2 separate regions of the Mus musculus genome follow, and region 2 is linked to region 1. The links are chromatin contacts, called in public HiChIP or PLAC-seq maps. All regions are on one chromosome and are shown on one strand. The core of a region is the stretch at or near the end of the contact, and the rest is flanking DNA. Distances in the headings are between cores, read along the strand shown.

What was found. HiChIP or PLAC-seq counts read pairs in DNA pulled down with a chosen protein or histone mark.
Region 2: an HNF4G HiChIP or PLAC-seq map of pancreatic cancer cells shows a contact between it and region 1. The contact joins the enhancer-like site here to the promoter of Spaca9 in region 1. A contact is called at or near these places in 11 of 39 promoter capture datasets (the 3T3-L1 cell line, the C10 cell line, the HPC-7 cell line and 8 more), 2 of 15 datasets of contacts at CTCF or cohesin (the G1E-ER4 cell line and pro-B cells), 34 of 484 Hi-C or Micro-C datasets (the AML12 cell line, B cells, the Ba/F3 cell line and 25 more), 8 of 115 datasets of contacts at active chromatin or transcription factors (T-cell acute lymphoblastic leukemia, astrocytes, bone marrow-derived macrophages and 2 more) and 2 of 9 other capture datasets (adipose tissue and embryonic stem cells).

What each region holds. Positions count from the first base shown.
Region 1 is chr2:28,697,170-28,702,768 of GRCm38.p6, reverse strand. Spaca9 (sperm acrosome associated 9) reads left to right here and starts at 3,118. Exons shown (of 5, transcript NM_027283.1): 1 at 3,118-3,187. Ak8 (adenylate kinase 8) reads right to left here and starts at 2,608. Exons shown (of 13, transcript NM_001033874.2): 1 at 2,495-2,608; 2 at 1-80. The coding sequence starts at 2,578.
Region 2 is chr2:28,754,447-28,760,101 of GRCm38.p6, reverse strand. Ak8 (adenylate kinase 8) reads right to left here. Exons shown (of 13, transcript NM_001033874.2): 11 at 19-160. Among named protein-coding and RNA genes, the nearest start is that of Mir3088, 24 kb to the right of the region's middle. Within about 2 kb of position 3,696, at least 10 of the 459 cell types and tissues checked have an H3K27ac peak or open chromatin away from gene starts, as enhancers often do. A contact at or near this core is called in the Ba/F3 cell line, bone marrow-derived macrophages and pancreatic cancer cells, where this site is marked.

The sequences.
Region 1 (5,599 bases), core at 1,869-4,368:
TCATTGTTCCTGCGCAGGTGAGTGATCATGAAGCTGATGGGGTCCTCCGGCTGGTGGATCAGGAGCTGCTCCAACATGTTCTGTGGGCACAAACAGATATCAAGAGGTTAACACCTGCAGGGACCCTGGTTGCCATGGGGACCACCTGTTGGAACATCTGCTGGTGTCACTGGCAGCAGAAGCCTGAGGAAGCCCAAGCAGTCAGGTCCCCACCTCATCTCCCTTTGTGTTTCCCGCACAGTCTTCCCGAGGTCCTGCACAGCTGTCCTGTTGCAGCGCCTCAGTGAATGCTGGTCTTCTGCCTAGAACGCCTCTTGCTCCTTGACCTGGCTTCTTGATCATCAGCTCTCAGTGCACCAGATAAACCCCTGCTGCTCTCTGCTCCTGCACAGGCCTGCATGTGTACCTCTGTTCCCTGCCTCTCCTATTCCTGCTCGACACTCCATGGGTTTTGCGGTCCTCCCTGTCTACACAATTACAGTAGGTACCCAGTGCAGATGCTAGCCACGAAACGAAGCCCTCACTAGTGGCTGAGTCTCTCCAAAGTGGGACAGAATACTTATCAGCCAAGCAGTTAAATAGTCCTGGATGTTGGCCATTTAACCAACTGAGCAAACACGTCAGAGGAAGCAGTTTTCAGAGTGGCACACCAGGGAACTGGAGAGCTGACAGCAGCTGGGCTGCAGGAGAGGTAGGAAGGGCCAATGAGGACAATGAGGTGCAGAGTAGTCAAGAGCACCAATGGGGAGTCCTGTTTAGACTCTAGATCTCATCCGAAAGTCCCTCCTCTTCTTGGGGCCTCAGCCCTCCTTCCCCAGCCCCCTACCATTCGTTCAGTGGCACAGCTGGGCTGGCTCTGTGCTTAGAGATGTTGTGTTCACTTCTTGACTAAGAGGTTACACAGGTAACACATCTGCATGCTTCGGGCTGATAAGGCCATGAGTCCTTCTCAGGACAAGACAAAAAGAAGCCAAGTCTGAGGACAGTCTGTTATCACGGATGAACAGCAGTGGATCTGTGAATCCCATGAGAGCCACAGACATCTGATAAAACGTCACAGAGCTGTACACACCACCACAGAAACCCAAGAGCAGGTGAAAGGGGGTGAGATCCAGGAGAAGCCTGCAGTGGAGGCTCAAGCACTGCACCCACTTCTGCTTCACGGCTTTGAGAAGACCAAGGTTACACGGCCTAAGCTAGACAAGAGGTGAACGCCATTTTTATAACTTCCCAAGTCTAAGATTATTTGAAAATAAATGATAATAAGATAAAGTATTCTGGTTATCGCCCCACCAATCCAACAAGAAAGCAGGCCAGGATCATATATCACCCCTCTCGTGCCCCCAGATTTGCTGTTTTATTTGTGGCTGGCCACTCCTTGGTCTCCCCTCCATTAACACTTTCCAAAGGAGCTTGCTCAGTAGACTCAGGCTCCTTGGCCTGGGCTCATGTGCCAGCACGGTGTCCCCCTCCTTCTCTCTCTCTCTCTGTCTGTGTGTGTGTGTGTGTGTGTGTGTGTGCGCACGTGTGCGCGTGTGCATGCTAGGCTTGCAGTATAGGGTACTAGAAACTGAGCTCTAGTTTGCCTGCGGCCCCCAGAATCACTGACTGTTAGACAGCTCATCGGTCCAGCCCCTAAAAGTCACTTTCACCTCTGGAGAGCACAAGTCAAAAACTGGAGCACACATAGATGGGGATATGGTTTGGCTGAAGGCCACAGTTGCCTGGGAACCAGGACAAGCTGGGAGCTAGTATAAGGGATGAGGGACGAGGGCTTTCAAAAGGCCAATTCTGAGGATAGAGGCTATGTAGAAAATATGCTGCCCCAGAGGAGACCACCTGGATAGGGATGCCATCTAAAACTTATACGGTCCCCTACTTGTCCTAACAGGGTCAAAGACACCCTCATGAGACAAAACACATGTGTCTTTTGCCTGACGGCTGAGACAATCGGTTTGGTCCTGGGAACTGGAATTTCCCAGGAACCTCATGCCAGGAGAAGGAAAAGGCTGGCACCAGCCAGAGGGGCGGGTCTCCTGGGAAGTTTTCCTCCAACTTGTCAGACCACCTTGCAGGAGGGAGTGGAACGGAGACAGATATGGGTCAGTGAGGTGCGGGATCACACTAGACTTGTGTGGACCCCAAAACTAGCCCCGGGAAGCAGGTCACTGAACTTCTTGAACGTGTTCCTCCTTCCATTGTGGTCACAGGAAATAAGCCTTTCTCTGACTTTTTCTTTTTTTCTGTTGCTTATCTCTTTAACTGGTCTTGGAGTGAGGTGGGTGAGCCTAGCTTGTTAGGGCTTCCAAGGCCCAGCTTAGGTAAGACTCAGGGCTCAGGAACCGGCTGAGGTTTCCCATACAATGCCAGAAGAGGCCCTGGAGACTACTGCGCCATTTCACAGGTGGGGAAACTGAGGAAAGGGATTTCCCCCCAGACCATGCTGCCGGCCCGGCCCGGTAGCCGTATTCCCTATCCTCGGGCGCCTGATCACCTGCATCATCTCGAAAATGTAGTAGTCTTCCCCGTACTGAGGCATTTCCGGGGGAATGCGATGAGGGGCTGTGGTTGCATCCATGTTTCCGACAGCGCTCCGCTCCTTAGTAACGGCGTTGCTGGGACGCCAAGCTATGCGTCATCGGTGAGCGCCTCAGCTGGGGCGAGTCCTGGTCCCGGATTCCATCCACCGAGGTCCTGATCTGCAGTCGGCTCTCCCTCCCCAGGGCCACAAAGCAAACCCCAGAACGCCTGTGGAGCTACAGAGCAATGGGGGATCGGATGACAGAATAAATCCTGCTTCTGGTGTAGCCAACTGTGCGGATCTGGGCGCTGGAAGCTGACCCTGCTCCCTGGATCTCAGTTTCCCCATCTTTAAATGAAAGACGCTGGGGCAGACGTGGGACCGGTTTCTACAGGAGGAAAAGTCATATGCGCCCAGATCATATGGGGGTGGGGGTGGGGGGAAACTGGGCGGGTCTCCTGGTTTGGGCGGCCGGCCGAGTCATGTGACCGGGTTGCCATAGCACCTGTGGTCACAATCGGCCAAGCCTGCCTGGCCTCTATGGCCTCGACCCCGCCCACGCCCATTTCCTGAGGGGCCTTCCCGCCCTCGGGGCCGCACACCCACGGAGGCACTGCAAGCTTCTGGGCACTCTGTGAGGCGAAGGCCAGTCCAAGTCAAACCAGGGTAAAGGGGGATGGAGCGCCGGCGACGAGCTGGGTCGAAAACACTATGGGAGTGGGGGAGAAAGAGGTGGAGGTGTCCTGGCCTAGGGGGAGGAAAGCTGCGTGTAGCTGTGGAAGAGGCAAGGGTGGCATCGTGGAGGAAGGACTCTGTGTAGTAACCCAGAGGGAGGTACACACAGCCTACGATGATAGCCACAAGTCCAACTCTAGATGTTGTAAATTTGACAGATTTACAGTGAGCCTAAGTTTCTACCCTGAGCAGTGGGGAACACTCAGGCATTCCTCCCACAACTACCCTGAAGTCCCCGACAGTGACTGGCCTATAGGGAGTGGACAGTGTGGGTACATAGTGATATCTCACTTAATCTTTAGACTAATCTTAATCTCACCTCACTTTGGACAACAATCGTTCCTGTCTCACAAGTTTTATCTTTATGTATTAATGTGTATAAGGGTGGGACAGAGGAAGAGCAGAGGCTGGGAAAGGGACTTTGGAACCCTGGAGCCAGAGTTGCAAGCAGTGAGCCAATAGATCTAGGTGCTGAGAACTAAACCCAGGCCCTCTGGAAGAGCAGCAAGTGCTGGGGACCGAGTCACTCCTGCTCCTGTAGCTCACCTGTTTGCATGGGTCAAGCTGGAGGAGCTCTCAGGGGCTCCGGGGGCCACAGCACCAGGCAGTGTCAAGTCAGATGAAAACCTTCTGCTCCGAAGACAGACAAGACACTGCAGAATAAGACAGGCCAGAGGAGTTAGCTGGTGGCTTTGGGCAAGTCATTTCCTCTTTCTGGATTTCTTCCCTCGACAGCTGCTGGGCACAGAGAGGAAGTTTCAATAGCTTGAAGAGTTTCTATCCAATCCCCCACCTTTTACAGAAACAGAGGCTAAGGCCTAGCAAAGGGGAAAAGTCTTGCCCAGGGGCTGAGAATGAAATCAGAGGGAGCCTCAAGGCTGAGAGCTAGCGTTCTGACCTGGGATAATGACACCTGCCCATGTAAAGCCACAGCGCAGCCCTCTGTCCCCGAGACCTGCTTCCTCAAAGGCCTCAGGCCTCGGTAGACTTGTCAGCTGGGGAAGCAAAGATGAGGCCTCCCCAACAAAGAAAGCAGCAGCCACACTGCAGCTTGCACTGGGGGGGGGGGGGTTCAGTGTGCTTCCTGGACATTTTTGAAGTGGCTTTCGTCTCCGCTCATTTATTTTAAGCCCTAGGCGCTTTTCATACTGCGATCTAATCTTCTTTAGCAGCCTGGAAAAATACAAATCAATTAAAGCCTCAAACCTATGGGGTAATCACCTTTCCCTCCCTTCTCCCCCAGAGAGAGCAGCGCCTGCATCCAGGCCTTTCATCCACTCTAATTTGGCTGCAGAGGCCTGTGGTCAGGGGCCAATCACTTTGGATAGCTAGTTACATCCCCTTCTGTGACATCCCTGACGTGTTCATGTCACAAGTTGCTAGGATCAAGAACTAAGTCAGGTTTGCTCTAGGGAGCTCGTGGGGCACAGCAAGCCAGTTAGCATGGCTTCCTTGGAGAACCTGGAAGCCCTGAGGATGGGCAGAGAGCTGAGCACAGGGGAGGGAGCCCCATGAGTGCTAATTCTCATTGCTCTGGGATAGGAGTGGAAGTGAGGCCCCCCAAGTCCAGCTAGAGGGGGACCCTAGAAGTGGATAACTTTCCAGATCCTTGCTAGCACCGCCCACCTGTTCCTTAGCAGCCACAGCCAACCTGATCCCTGTCATCTTGTCTCTAAGGAATATAAAAGAGGGAGGGTCCAATCAAAGAGCTACCCTGAATCAAGCAGGGATATGACAGATCCCGGCTTGCCCACTTCCCATGTGGGTTTAGCTTCTCCCTCAGATCTTTAAAGGGTCTCCTCTAGTCATCTCCAAGTTCTGTGATGTGCAGGCCAGCATCCACAGAGGCCATGTTCTGGTCTGTTCTCAGTTTTTTGATTTTTTGTTTTGTTTTTTGTTTTTTAATGGTTTTAGAGATTTATTGTAGAAAGGAAGGGAGAAACAGAGAGAAGGTACAAAGAGAGAAGCCAGCCATGGCCACATGGAGAGAGGGGAAAGGGAGAGAGAGAAGGAGGGCTAGAGAAGAGAGTAAGAAAGGTGAGAGCTGCCGGGCGTGGTGGCACACGCCTTTAATCCCAGCACTTGGGAGGCAGAGGCAGGCTGATTTCTGAGTTCGAGGCCAGCCTGGTCTACAAAGTGAGTTCCAGGACAGCCAGGGCTACACAGAGAAACCCTGTCTTGAAAAACAAAACAAAAATAACAAAAAAAAAAAAAAAAGAAAGGTGAGAGCTAAAGAATCTGTTCTCAGGTCTTATGTTCTCTGGCTGCCATTTATTTTGTCACAGGTGTTGTCCTAGTTTCAATGTCCTCACTAGGAAGCCACCAATGTCCCTTCCTTTATGT
Region 2 (5,655 bases), core at 2,447-4,946, 57 kb before region 1:
CTGCGGGAGGCAGCTCACCTGTTGGGATTGTAGCCCATGGAGTTCAGCATCCGGGCCTGGTCCAGGTCTCTTGGGAAGCCGTGCAGCACCCACCCTTTCTGGATGCAATCTTGTTGCTCCATTCGATCAGCCAGAACTTTGGTGATGATACTGTCTGGAACTGCAGAGGGAGACAGATAAGAGAGCATCCTGTAGCATTCTGACCTTCCTGGGCCACACACTGGGCTACTGCAAGGGCAGCTTTAGGGAGAGCCCCCTTGGAACCTCTGTGGTCCAACAACAAGAGTTCACCTTTCAGACCTTAAGACACCATCCTCCATCTTGGTCTGTAACGGCAGCTAAAGCAAGATCCCATGAACTGAGAAACACAGCGGGGAGGAGAGTTTGGCTCTTAGATCTGGAAGCTAAGAGGCAAAGCTTAGGGCAAACTGCTGTCTGAAGAGGGCGCTTTCTAGCTGAGAGGCTCCCTGCTGGTTCTTGAATAATGGACACTCTGTGGGATGTTGATAGAGTATTTTAGCACAGGCTTAAGTCTGAGGATCAAGACAAACAGAGATGTTCAGAAGAAAGACCACTGAGAGTATGCCTTTGGGCTTCTCAGAGATCCTGCTGCAAAGACAGACAGACCCAAGTGTGGTGGGCGAGGCCTCCTGAGTAGAGGGATCTCTTATTTACTATTTACCTATAATTCATTGTGTGTATGGGTGTTTTGTCTGCGTTGTCTTTGGTGCACCACATGCATGTCTGGTTCCCTCAGAGGTCAGAAGAGGGTGTGCTGAGTTACAGATGATTGTGAGTCAAGTGTGGAAGCTGGGAACCAAACCTGGATCCTGTGCAAGAGCAGCCGATGTCTTCAGCCACTGACATCTTTCCAGCCCTGAGTCTCTTTATCAAGGGATGCACATGGAGGTCAGAAAAGAATTATATGGAGTCATGTCTCTCCTAGTACCTGGGTGTGGGTCCTGGGGTTGAAGTCAGCTTGTCAAGCTTCCTTGACGTGGCACACACTTTTAGCTACATCCTCATGATGTAATTAGCCCTTGAGGTCTTATCTCCTCCCACCACCATCTTAGTCAGCATATAAATTTGGAGGGGGGGGCCCACAGGATTGGGGCCATGGCAAATGCTTCTCATGGGAGCACTCCAGGCCCTGTGTTTTAATTTCCACCCAATAGTATTGAGGTTCTGTCCCACTGGCCTCAGTGGATTAGAGTTCACCAGCAACCCCTCTGGGCTCACGAAGAGCTTCCCGTTTTCTCTGTGTGAACCTGATCTCTCTCCAGAATCACTGCTCCACTTAAACCTGGAGACTGAAACAAGTCCCCAGCACAGGGAGAAATGAGAAGCCTGTTTACATTGCTGCAAGTGACATTTTCCTGAAACTCATACCTCTCTTCCTAGACTCATTAAATGTTCCATGTTGCTAATGTTCTGCGTCCTGGCAATTTGCAAGGCATCGCCTGCGCTTTGCACTCATTTCCCCAGAAATACTCGGTAAATATTACTGCTGTTTGCCATGGATGTGGGCCCCGAGCGGGGGGATGCTTGGCTGTTTCTCCAGAAGCTTCTGCAAGGTTCCCCTTTCACCAAACATCCGTGGTCCAGCAAATGGCCCTAGAGGACACCCTGAAGCCTCGCAAGGCCCCACAGGCTGACAGTGAACCAGAGGCCTTCACTGCCATGACCATTTGCTGGGTGCTGCCCTGCCTCAACCCACCAACTGCACTCCAAGGGCTGTGCATCTCCCTCGATTAGGGGCTTTCCAGCCAGTACAGTGGCGCACACCTTTATTCCCTGCACATGGGAGGCAGAGGCAGATGGATCTCAGTGGGTTCAAGACCATCCTATGAAGGGAGACTCTGTCTCAAACAAAAGCCCCTGGCTATCCATTCCGAGCTTTAATAGGGTAGCAGCTTGCCCTGCCATGATCTCTCTCAAGGCTCAATAGGAATCCACTTAAAGGTTTGGCTTTCTGTTTGGTTTTGGTTTGTGTTTTTAGTTCATAATTCCAGGTCGCAAACCATTATACCAGGGAAGTCAAGGCAGGAACTTGAAGTAGCTGGTCACAGCGCAACCACAAGGGGCGGGGGGAGGTTGTCACGGTGTGCACACTTGTGTGAGTGCATGGATGTCACCACGAATGTGGGTCTTGGTCTTCTACTTTGACAGGACTTTTTTCTTCACTGCTTGTACTGTTCCCATGATCTCAGCACACTGGCGACTATCCCCAAAGAATTCCTGCCCTCTCCCCTCCCCCCCCCCCCCCCGCTCCTTCCTGAGTCAGGGTCTCACTATGTAACTAACAAACATCGATGAGCTTCCTTCTCGCCTTCCTGCCTCTGCCCTCTAAGTGCCAGGAATACCAGAGTCCATCATCATAGCTGGTTTACGTTGTGCCGGGGATTGGCTCCACGTCCTCATATATGCTTCATGTAGGCACACCCTACGCATGTCCCTAGTCTCGTGTGCTATCTCTCTAAAAGAGGAAGCTTCTATCGGCAGGAGGTTCCACTGGCCACTGTGAACTTGTTCCATGGGACAGATTCTCCCAGAAGGCTGTCCTTAGGTCCCTCAGGTGGCCCCCACATGAGGGGCAGCCCCACACCTGGGTGACTCCTGACTTCTTGTTTAACCAGCTTGGGAAGTTCTGCCAGGAGGCTGGCGTGATGGGGGTTTACCCAGACCTGCCCATCTTGGATTATTCTGGCCAGGTCTAGCATCCCTGTACAACACAGAGCATTGAAAAATTTAGAGTTTCCGAGGAGCTACAGAGCCAAGGTGTGCGGCCATCCTTTCCCATGGGAGTCTTAGTGTAGTGCACTTGGGGTCTCCTCTGGGGCATGGGCTGTGCTGTCTCAGGTGGCCTGAGATGAAGGGAGCCAGGAAGACTGCTGGCAGAGAACAAGAGGCAGACCCTTCAGGACACTGCCTCTGGGCCACTGCCCTGCCCCCATTCAGCCAGCAGACAGGTAGGGTCTGGGTGTGGAGGGGAGAATCCTGAAAACCCCAAATATGGCCCAAGAATCTGTAGAAGGCTTGTAGGTACCTCTGTGTGCCTCAGCTTCACACCTGTCTCGTTGCCTGCAGGCTACTGGCATGCTGGCCCAAGCCCACACGTTCCAACGCATTGTGAGCTCAGCAGCCACAGGCTCTCCAGACCAGATTGCACTGAGCTGCTCGGCTGCAAGTTTAAAATCCCCTTGATACCAGGCACATTTATCCTTCATCCTCTTCTCTCAGAGATTTCTCTCAGTCTAAAGTCGTTCACCATTAAGTTAGATGCCTCAGGCTTGATTTCCAAGCTTGACAGTTAACATATTACCCTTCATGCCAGCCACTGCCAAGGGCTAGTTCCCCAGAACGTCCTGTCAACGGAGGTTAGCAGAGTGCAAGACGTGAGTGGTCTATTAGTCCAGGACATCACACCAGGCGGTATTAGCTGGCTGGGGTTTGTTGGTTGGCTTTTTGTTTTTCGTTTCTTTTCTAGGCCATTAAAATCTCAGTTCGCTGATCCTGGGTGTGGGTGTGCTTGACATGGGGTTGCTGAGCTGCCTTCGGGCCCAGAAGGGCACCTACCAATACCCAGGGGCTCTGGGCAGCCTCTGGTCTTGAGTTAGGGGCTTGAGGTTAAACTCTCTACTTACATCCCGCTTCCTGCAAGTATCAACTTCCAGGGTGTTAGCAGACCACAGTGCCCCCTGCAGTCCATTCTACCAGGAAGCCAAGGTCTCCACATTCTGTGAGTCTCTTAACTTCCCTGGGCCTCAGAAAGAGCTTCACAGACTTACTTCAAATGCCTAGTCACACCTTCCTTACAACCCTCACTCCACCTGTACCCAGGGACCCCCGGCCCTCCACACACCCCTCCCCAGCACCCACTCCTGGCCCTCCACACACCCCTCATCTTTTCTTCAACCCTCACTCCTGTAATCTCTTTCCTCCCTCAGCTCTTCTTGGAACACTGTAGATGCCGGTGTCTAGGTTCAAGGAAGCCATCCAAAATAGGGCTCCCTCCTCCTGTACTCTGCTCCCTGGGTCTCCACTCTGTCCCCCCCACAGTCACCAAGAGACCTCCAGGTAGTCGGATAGGGAGAGCTAACGACAACAGCAGCAGCAGCAACAAGGACCATGGAGAGGAGAGGGCTGTTTTTAGTTTGACTTCCAGTCCATATACCAGAATGCTCCAGAGAGGGAAAGTGCTAGATGCCTTCCCAGGCTTAGCCTGGGTCTTGGGAATCTTTAAATCTTGTTCAAGTAAACGAAAGAAGAGCAGCCATTTCCTTATGATGCTGCCTCTGGCACTGATGACCTGAAAATCCTCTCTATAATGTCACCAGAATCAAGACTGGCATGTGAGCCCGAAGGTGATCTGTGGTGAGTCAGAAATACCCGGACCCAGCGCCTGGTATTTCTGGTAAAGGTGCTGTTTGTTTATTATGCACTGCCACCTACTGGCGAATTTTGGTTACTGCACCTGGGTGAGAGCCTACAGCTACAGGGTTTCCAAAACTGCAAGGGAGGTTAGAAGATACCTGGGTTGCTCCACCTGCTGCACCCTGCAGTTGCACACGGACAAAAGTCTTTAGGTCTCCCTGGCTACATATCCTAGACCAGCCCGACTTGCCAGGTCTCAGACACCAGGTGCAAGTTTAGATTCTAAAGCCTTTTACTTTTTGAATAGTGCAAACCAATTTTTACAAAATTATGGGTTTTATTATGCCTTCTTCATCAGTGCATAGTGGCCTAGCCACACCCATCAGTGTATCTTCTGCTGGCCCCCCTTCCCAAACAGTCTGACTGATTCTACTTTCAAAAATGAATCTGCAGTCCACATATGAGAGAGGAGGAGTCTATATTTATCTTTCTGGGTCTGGCTTATTTACCACAAGAATCTCCAGCAAATCTGTTTTCCAGCAAATGGCACAATTTCTTCTGCCAGAGGCCTCTATTCCCACATCTATGTTCCCTAACAATGAACCAACCTGCTTGGAAGGCAGCAGCTGCAGGGAATGCCAATGCTTTCCTATCCAGACCGGCACGTCAGCCTTGATCTCTGTGGATTCTGGAGTCTACCCTGGTTCTCACTCCTTACATCCTGCCACTACTTTTTATCAGTCCCTGCTCTGTGATGCCTTCTTACATGACACCGCATGGTGCTGGTGCTGATACAGCCAGAGCTGGGGGATGTCTCAGTTTGTCTCTGTCTTCTATAATTTCATGCAGCCCAACATAAGACTTGGGAACATGCTCAGTTGGCCACACCGTGCACTCGGACTCAGCGGCTAGTCTTACCCCACTTTACCTCCCCCCTCTCCCTTTCCCTCTGTCTCCCTTTTTAAGATTTATTTATTTATTTTATGTATATGAGTACATTATTACTGCCTTCAGACACACCAGAGGAGGGCTTCAAATCCCACTACAGATGGTTAGGAGCTACCATGTGGTTGCTGGGATTTGAACTCAGGACCTCTGGAAGAGCAGTCAGTGCTCTTAACTGCTGAGCCATCTCTCCAGCCCCCACTTCACATTTTTAATGGTCCCTGAGAGGATCTGAGAAAGTGAGACCAGGTCGACCAGTGTGTGTGTGTGTCCACACTGTGCTAGGGGAAGCTAATCACAGCATAGGAAGGTTGGAGGAGCCTGAAGTTAGTACAT